Regions from separate parts of the Zea mays genome. Here region 1 is linked to region 2. A link is a contact called in public Hi-C data. All regions are on one chromosome and are shown on one strand. The core of a region is the stretch at or near the end of the contact, and the rest is flanking DNA. Distances in the headings are between cores, read along the strand shown.

The links. Hi-C and Micro-C count contacts between places; a contact is called where the count stands out from the background.
Region 1: a Hi-C map of leaf shows a contact between it and region 2, with 3 times the contacts expected there. The contact joins the promoter of LOC100216960 here to the promoter of LOC100384288 in region 2. A contact is called at or near these places in 2 of 25 Hi-C or Micro-C datasets (both in leaf).

The regions. Positions count from the first base shown.
Region 1 is chr3:199,101,784-199,105,778 of Zm-B73-REFERENCE-NAM-5.0, reverse strand. It overlaps LOC100216960, which reads right to left and starts at 1,402. Exons shown (of 8, transcript NM_001317378.1): 1 at 1,080-1,402; 2 at 1-117. The coding sequence starts at 1,214.
Region 2 is chr3:198,826,650-198,830,522 of Zm-B73-REFERENCE-NAM-5.0, reverse strand. It overlaps LOC100384288 (Lipoyl synthase 2, chloroplastic), which reads left to right and starts at 2,318. Exons shown (of 7, transcript NM_001176850.1): 1 at 2,318-2,727; 2 at 2,902-3,083. The coding sequence starts at 2,446. LOC100272651 reads left to right here. Exons shown (of 5, transcript NM_001147109.1): 5 at 1-1,487. The coding sequence ends at 1,081.

The DNA.
Region 1 (3,995 bases), core at 153-2,652, 280 kb before region 2:
CTCTCGCTTGAGTATGATCTCAGTGGCTTCAAAAGAAGCTTTGAGTTGTTCGTATTTGGACGTCAACTCCTTCCGCTCCAATAAAATAAGCCCAAGATTGTGCTGATATTCATAGATCTGCAGGAAAAAAAGTTTTGGGCTCAATTAAAAACCAAGCAACTAATGGCAAAACACACGCTGTCTATCTATCGAGAGAATAAAGCATGCAAACCTTAAAGATGCCTAACAAAATAAGCAGAAACAGCCAGTTAAACAATATAGTGCATAACAAGATAACTTTTTCACCACCCAGGCACAGAAAGAAACACATCGCAATATCAATCGGAATACCACGTAATATTTTCAGTTAATATGTAAAGAAGGTTAAGTGATACCAAAAACATATAATATCCAGAAAATAAATCCATATGTTATCACAATAACTGTGGCAATTAATTATTTTAAACGACTCATCCGGTAATGCACATAGCCAAATTGTAGGAACCGGTGGACCCAGCTTATGTGGCAGCCTCCAGAAATAGTTCGTAAACATGTTTTTGCAATATGCTAGAAAAACAAGTGCATCCTACCTAGCTCACATGGCGAGCTAGCTGCTGTAGCTACAGCATTTGAAAACGCGTATCATCGCGGCCTATACCGAAAGAAACCCAGGGAAACACGAGACAAAACAGAAGAGCTTGAACGGTTACACCCCTGAAACTCAAAGTGCAAGATCCATAGAAGAATCGTTACGAATACAGGAATACCAACAGCTAATGGAAAATATGAGCTTCTTTCAGACTTGACCAGCTCATCGTCGTACCTAATACATTTGGGGTGGGGGGAGCAACAAGCCAACGAGAAAAAAAAACGCCAAAATTAAATTTCCCTCCCCTAAATCCCGCCCTCCCCCCGACGACACAATATCGCCATTGTTCTTTCTACAAAACTTGACGGGAAAATCCTACTCGCCTCCCTTCGAAAGAACCGGACTAGTTGAACTGCTAGACCAGGTAACAAAGAACCGCACACTACCAAGCCAATAAAGCAATAAACCAAAATACCGCGCCTGACGGCCTCCTTGTCGCGAGGAGATTTACCTCGGACTCGAGCCGCGAGATGTAGCCGATGAGGGCCGCCTTGTCGCGGCGCCTGACAGCGTCCTCGTCGAACCCGGCCTCGCGCAGCTTCATCCAGATCGCCTCGTCACCGCCGGCCGAGCGCGGGCTCGCCATGGCCAGGACCCCACCGGCGGGGAACCCTAGCAGATCCTGAATGCGCCGCCCGCCCAGCCGCAACAGCGCGCGGCGAGGTCACGCGTTCCTCGCGGCGGGCCGCTCGGAAGCTCAGTGCTTTCCGGCGGGGGCTGAGTCCGTGAGTGGAGGTCTCTCTTCCCCCCGTCCTGTCACGACCCTGCTTTTCTTTTCTTCCTCGCTTTCTTTGGTGCGAATGCGTCTGCGTGTGTGGGTCACTCGGGTTCGGTGGTGGGCTGAGCCGCAGGAGAGAGAAAATGTGTTCGGTTCGATGGGTGGACTGGATTGATTATCAGGGGATTCTCTGATTTATTTCCGTTTGTTTTTGCGGGCCAACGCCAGCTGGGGGTGAACTGTGGTGTGTTACCGTTGCCTTTTGTATGAATATACGATTCTGGTTTTTTTTAATTTCTCACTTTCGCTCTAATTTTATAATATACTCACTCTGTCTAGTATTTATTTTAGCTCATGTTTTTATATCTATATTCAAATAAATATGATAAATTTAATATATATATATACTAGGTCAGTGCTCGTGCGTTGCAACAGGATTATATAATAGCTCGATAACTTATATATACAAATGTGTGTTATACTGTTATGAGATGGAGGACGACATCCACGAGCCGTCCGGGATAACGTTGAAGAGAAACTCGGACCTATGACGCACGAGCACTCTGAGTAGTGTAGTATACAAGATTTAACAAGACAATTTAAAGGCAAAAATTCAAGAATGATCTTTCATAGAACATCATAGTTTAGATATTTAAATCAATAAATATAAAATAAACATAAGCATAACTGTTTATTTAATCTATTTTTTCCATAATAGGTTGAGGTACTCTTGTATATTTCCATAAATGTTAAATCGCGAGGGGAATGGAATGGGAATGGCGAACGCACGAACGTGGAGAGGGCCACACATGAAACCGCTGCCAGAGATCGACATCATCGGTTGGAAGAAGACTCTGAGCGTCCCTAGCGATGCGGGTGGGCCGCGGGCGGAGGTGGTTGCGGCTGGCAGAGCAAGGATTGCGCGTGATTGATTCAGAGCTCGAAGGTTACTGGGCGGCGGTCAGCTGTGGGCCCATGTGATCGGACGGTCCAGATTGACCGAAGGCAGAACGACAGAACCAGAGAGGCAGGCTACCCTTGCAGCCTTAATAAGTAGTAGAGAAAAACAGGTGCAGTCTTAGTGATATCCAGAGCAGCTCCATTCTTTAATCATATATCCATCAGAGAAATTATACAATGAGTCAGTGACATCATTTCCGCAGGAGTAATGTTGCAAGATGCAACGAACACCACTACCTCGTATTAATATGATAAGAGCATGCTGGAAAAATATATAAAAATACATGAGTAGGAAGCTCGTTTCAATGAAGGATTTCCAATATTCTGTATAACATCCCATTTGAAATTGCTAGAAGATATGTAAGTAATCTGAGCATAATATGAGAGGTAACAAATTTAATTTAATAATCAATGTGTTAATAGATGAGGCTCGTGCATTGCAATGAGAACATATAATATCACAATAACTTATATACAAATGAGTGTTATACTACTATGAGATGGAGGACAACATCCGCTAGCCGTCCGAGATAGCATCGAAGCGAAACTCGGGTCGCGGTCGAGTGCGCTGGCCCTATGGCGTGAGGTCGCTCGTCTAGGTGCCGCGTGAGGTGGAGGGGACAATCTCGAGGAGGGAGCAATCTCCGAGGGCCAGTGGTGGAGTGGCGGCGCGCGATCACCGAGCCGCTCGCCTTGCGGCAGCGGAGGGATCAGATATACACACGATGCAAAATTTAAAGTTAAATGAGTAGAGTTGAATGTTGTCCATGTATGTAAATTGAGAGTTGAGACCTTTGACTCCGATTGTAAATACACGAGTCCATACAGAAAGCAAAAGTGTCGACAACAACACGGCGCCACTTCGTCGCATGACACCATGACAGCAGGATCTGATTCCTCTGGCTAAGAGAAGGCACTCTGTATTGGAGGGATCAGGCTCTGTTGAATCATGATCTTCAGGTTCAGAATAGCATGAATGAAGGTTTGCAAGGGGCTGCATTCTTTGATATGAAAAAGCAAACGCATACATCAAATGAAGGTAAAGCTAAGGTGAAATTCTGTAAAAAAAATCTTGAAATGCCTCATGTAGCAACAAAATGATGGAATGGCCAAACAAGGAGTACCACCTAATACTTGCATAACTTGGTAATACACAGTGTTATTGATATCCACAGAATTAACGTATTTCTCAACCAGTCATGCTAGGTGCAGAAGAACCATCCAAATAGCATCAGACCATTATATTGTTAGAAAATGGAAGATGACTCACAAACTTCTAAGAAAACACTGAAACCAATGTTTTAAAAATAAAATACAAGGAAAAAAACCTAGGAGGAACAAGGTACCATGGACAAATATTTCATTTTAGAGGCCATCTACAATCAAAAAATACAAACGAAAAAATACTCGATTTTCAATTTTTCCATGTCAATTCAAGCAAGAAACACTTATTATTTATGATGCTAGTTGGCCAATGTCATAAAAAACATACCTCATTAGCCTGTCCAAATAATACATGGGTATGATGCTCTATCTTTAAGCAACTTGACCCTCAGAGAGAGAAAACCTTCGTACATGTTCAAAGTTGTGTTCTCCACGACAAATGTTTCTGAGACACCAGGTAGCATGAGGAAACAATATTAACAGCTCTGTAACTATATAAAAATTTCTAACAAAATAAAATACAAT
Region 2 (3,873 bases), core at 1,069-3,568:
CAGTGATCAGCACACATATCTTCAGGTTGATGCTCTTGGAAGAGTATCTTTTTCTTCCATACGGAGGCCTCGGTCTCTTCTTGAAGTCGACCATCCTTCATCTGCTGATGGCTCTCATGATCAGAAGTCCACTGTGAGGCCCCTGGAGAAAGAACCAATGCTTGCAGCAAGAGTCACTGTTGAAGACGCCCTTTGCCTTGTTCTTGAGGTTGATGACACTGACCGTCTGTTGCAGTCTAGCCAGTCACAGGACAACATTTTCGAACTGAAACGAAGACGGCAAGTCCTCCTGGAAGGTCTAGCTGCATCATTGCAGTTTGTTGATCCTCTCGGACCCAGCAAATCTGGTCATTCATCTGGGTCAGCCCTGAAGGACGATGTTATTTTTCTGCGCATTGTTTCTCTGCCCAAAGGACGTAAGTTTTTAGCACGTTACCTTCGGCTTCTTGTCCCTGGCAGCGAGTTGACCCGGATAGTATGCATGGCTATTTTTCGCCATTTGAGGTTCTTGTTTGGGGGTTTGCCATCAGACTCTAGTGCAGCAGAAACTACAGTTGCTCTTGCGAAGACTGTTTCATCTTGTGTGCATCACATGGAACTTGGTGCTCTTAGTGCCTGCCTTGCTGCTGTTGTTTGTTCGTCTGAACAGCCACCTCTGCGCCCTCTTGGTAGCTCTGCTGGTGATGGGGCTTCTCTTGTTATTAAATCAGTACTGGACCGAGCAACTGAGTTACTGACTGATCGCCATGCTGCAGCCAGCTACACTGTGCCAAACCGTGCTCTCTGGCAGGCATCATTTGATGCTTTCTTTGGGCTTCTAACAAAATACTGTGTCAGTAAGTTTGAAAGTATCCAACAGATGTTTGTCACACAGACACCGAGCTCAGGAATCGGACCTGAGGCTTCCAAAGCTACTAGTAAGGAGATGCCTGTTGAGCTACTTCGTGCAAGCCTTCCTCATACAAACGAGCAGCAGCGCCAGCGGCTTCTTGATTTTGCTCAGAGATCCATGCCAGTAACAGGTTTCAATCCCTCAGGTGCTAGAGGTGGGCACATCACTTCAGAATCTGTTCCTGGATGATGTAACTGAAGGAGACACACAAGGGCAAAGAGTCAATGCTTTTAAACATTGATGAGATGGTCTTCAGCTGATAATTGTTGTATCTGAAGACATGCATGCCCCATTATAAGTTGTGAGCGAGCTTGGAGAAGTTCCGATTGCTCAGGAAAGTAGCCTTCACTTCAGGTTGTGACGTAAGTTTAGGTTTCAGAGTAATCGAATAGACCAGTGAAATGTTCCTTATGTGGGTCATTTAATATAGTACCCACCTGATGATATCATAATACTGGAACAGGAAATGTACCCCTTCACATTTCTACTAGAGTCGATGTTCTTCGTAGGCCATTGTGGACTGGTTTGCACATTTACTGGGCATGTATTTGTTTATATTCTGACATACTGTTATTGAGCTACTCCTGTCCTGGGTCGGGCTCTTGGCTTCTAGTCTAGGTGGGTGGAAATGTTCGGGTTGTTTTTGCTTGATCATATTCTGTCAGCCTTCCTTTCATCATTTCCCTCAATATTCCTTGTGGTGTGTGTGGAGCCATCTGCCTTCGCGAACTGTGCGATTTCCAGCATGAATTCGTTCGTTAAGAAATGCCAACCGTTAGCTTAGCTCCATTTAACAGCGTGATGTGAAAATATATTGATATTATTGACTGCTTCGTTCGTCTGAATCAATGGGATGCAGTCGCACTGTTGTTTGAAGGAAGCAGTGTAACTGTAGATCTTTGCATTTGATGATGTTGTTGCAAAAGAAAAGGTATGGATTGGTTCTCGTTTAATCCTGGTGTAGAGCATAATCCTGTTGAGCTTAGATTTCCTCATGCCAAAGATCGATATGACGCAGACTCATGCCAAGTGTGTGTTCAAGCTCATACAGAAGCTTGTTCAAACAATCACATCTGATCTGAGCATCCTTCGTAAAAGGCTGCGACTTGTAACTTGTTTGGAATTGAAAGAAAATGATCGTTTGATTCCCTAGCAATAGAAATCCTGGGTAAAATCCTGCATTTGCTGGTGTCAAGGTATTCCAAATGGCGCTAAGATTGATCAGTCTCCAAACATGATCGTGTCTTCCAATATCTGAGACACTGGGCTACCAGGTACCAGCACACCCACTGCACTGAGCCACATCGGCCAGGAACCAGCAGCGGCAGGAACAAGGCAGGCGATCCGGAGAAACCAACCTTGCTATCATCGCCGGCCTAATATCAATCCCCTGTTTTACCCCTGGGCCACGGCAGTCGTCCAGCTGGTTTGCCTCCCACACAAGGGTAAAAGCGGAACGCTAAAACCTCACCCCCTCCGCTTGGAAGTTCCATCGCCGCCGCCTCCATCGCTACACACCACGACGCAGCGCCCGATTCCGCCGGCCAGCAACGATGCAGAGCTCCCTCGCCCGGCCGCCGGTACTGGCCGGATGCGGCGAGAGACGGGGCCTGGCAGCCGTGGCACGGTGCCGCGCTGAGGCGGCGGCGCCCGTGTGGACGGCGTCCAGGGCGTCTGCGGGGCCGTACACCGGGAGGGACCCGGAGGTGAAGAAGCCCGCGTGGCTGCGGCAGCGCGCTGCGCAGGGGGAGAAGTACGCTCGCCTGCGGGAGTCCATCGGCGAGCTCAAGCTCAACACCGTCTGCGTCGAGGCACAGTGCCCCAACATCGGCGAGGTACGCGCGCCGATCAGATGACAGATGCCCCCCTCCGCGTGACGCCCATCGCGTCAGTACCTGCCCGTGAGCCTAGGCCTAGCATAGACTGATCCACGCCAGCGGTTTCTGCGAGAGGAGCGCTTTGGTCTCAGTGATGGGTTCTGACGGAACCGGGTGCTTTTGGTGGCGCAGTGTTGGAACGGAGGTGGAGGGGCCGGCGGCGAAGGGGACGGCATCGCGACGGCCACCATCATGGTGCTTGGTGACACCTGCACGCGCGGGTGTCGATTCTGCGCTGTGAAGACCAGCAACAAACCGCCGCCGCCTGATCCCCTGGAGCCTCTGAACACGGCTTTGGCTGTTGCAAGCTGGGGGTATGATCTCTAGTAATCCTGCCTGGCTGATCATCTGCTGATTGGAAACTGATAGGTTCTCAGAACTCGTGATTGATCGATGCAATTGTAAATTTGTAATTGGTGTTAGGCCCTGTGTTGGAACCCAAAATGACCGTGCGGACGGTCCGGCCCGGAGGCCGGACGGTCCGCGGTCCGGACCGTCCGCGGTGGTGGCGCGGACGGTCCGCGCGTGCGCAGAGTCAGTTAGGGTTCCTAGTTTCTCGCGGGATTTGTTACCTAAAACCGCGGGATTAACTCGGAAATCAGTTGGAAGCGGATCCAGACCTCCCCCTTTATATAGATGAAGGGCTACGGCCGATTAAACCCCCATCATCAATCGAATCAATACAACTTCTATTTCGCATTTTATCCTAGGAGTAGTTCTAGTCTAGTTTAGGTTTAGCTATCCAATCCCCAAATTCTTCGTCTCTCTTCGGCTCTACGTCGATTAGAGGAGTCTAGGTCGGCCGGCCCGAGCCTAGACACCACCTAGGATCTCTCCTCCCCGACGGGGTCCCTCCCGGGAGCGAGATCCAGGCGCCGCCGGCGACTTCCGCCGCCTCTGCGTACGCGCGGATCGTTCGGCCCCAGGGCGCGGACCGTCCGGCCGTCAGGCAGAGAAGCCCTAGCCGCGCACCAGGCCGCGGACCGTCCGGCCTCAGGCCGCGGACAGTCCGCCCCTGCGCAGAGAGTACCACCGCGCCTCGCACCAGGCCGCGGACCGTGCGGCCCCGCGCGCGGACCGTCCGCCCCTGTGCAGAGGGCACCA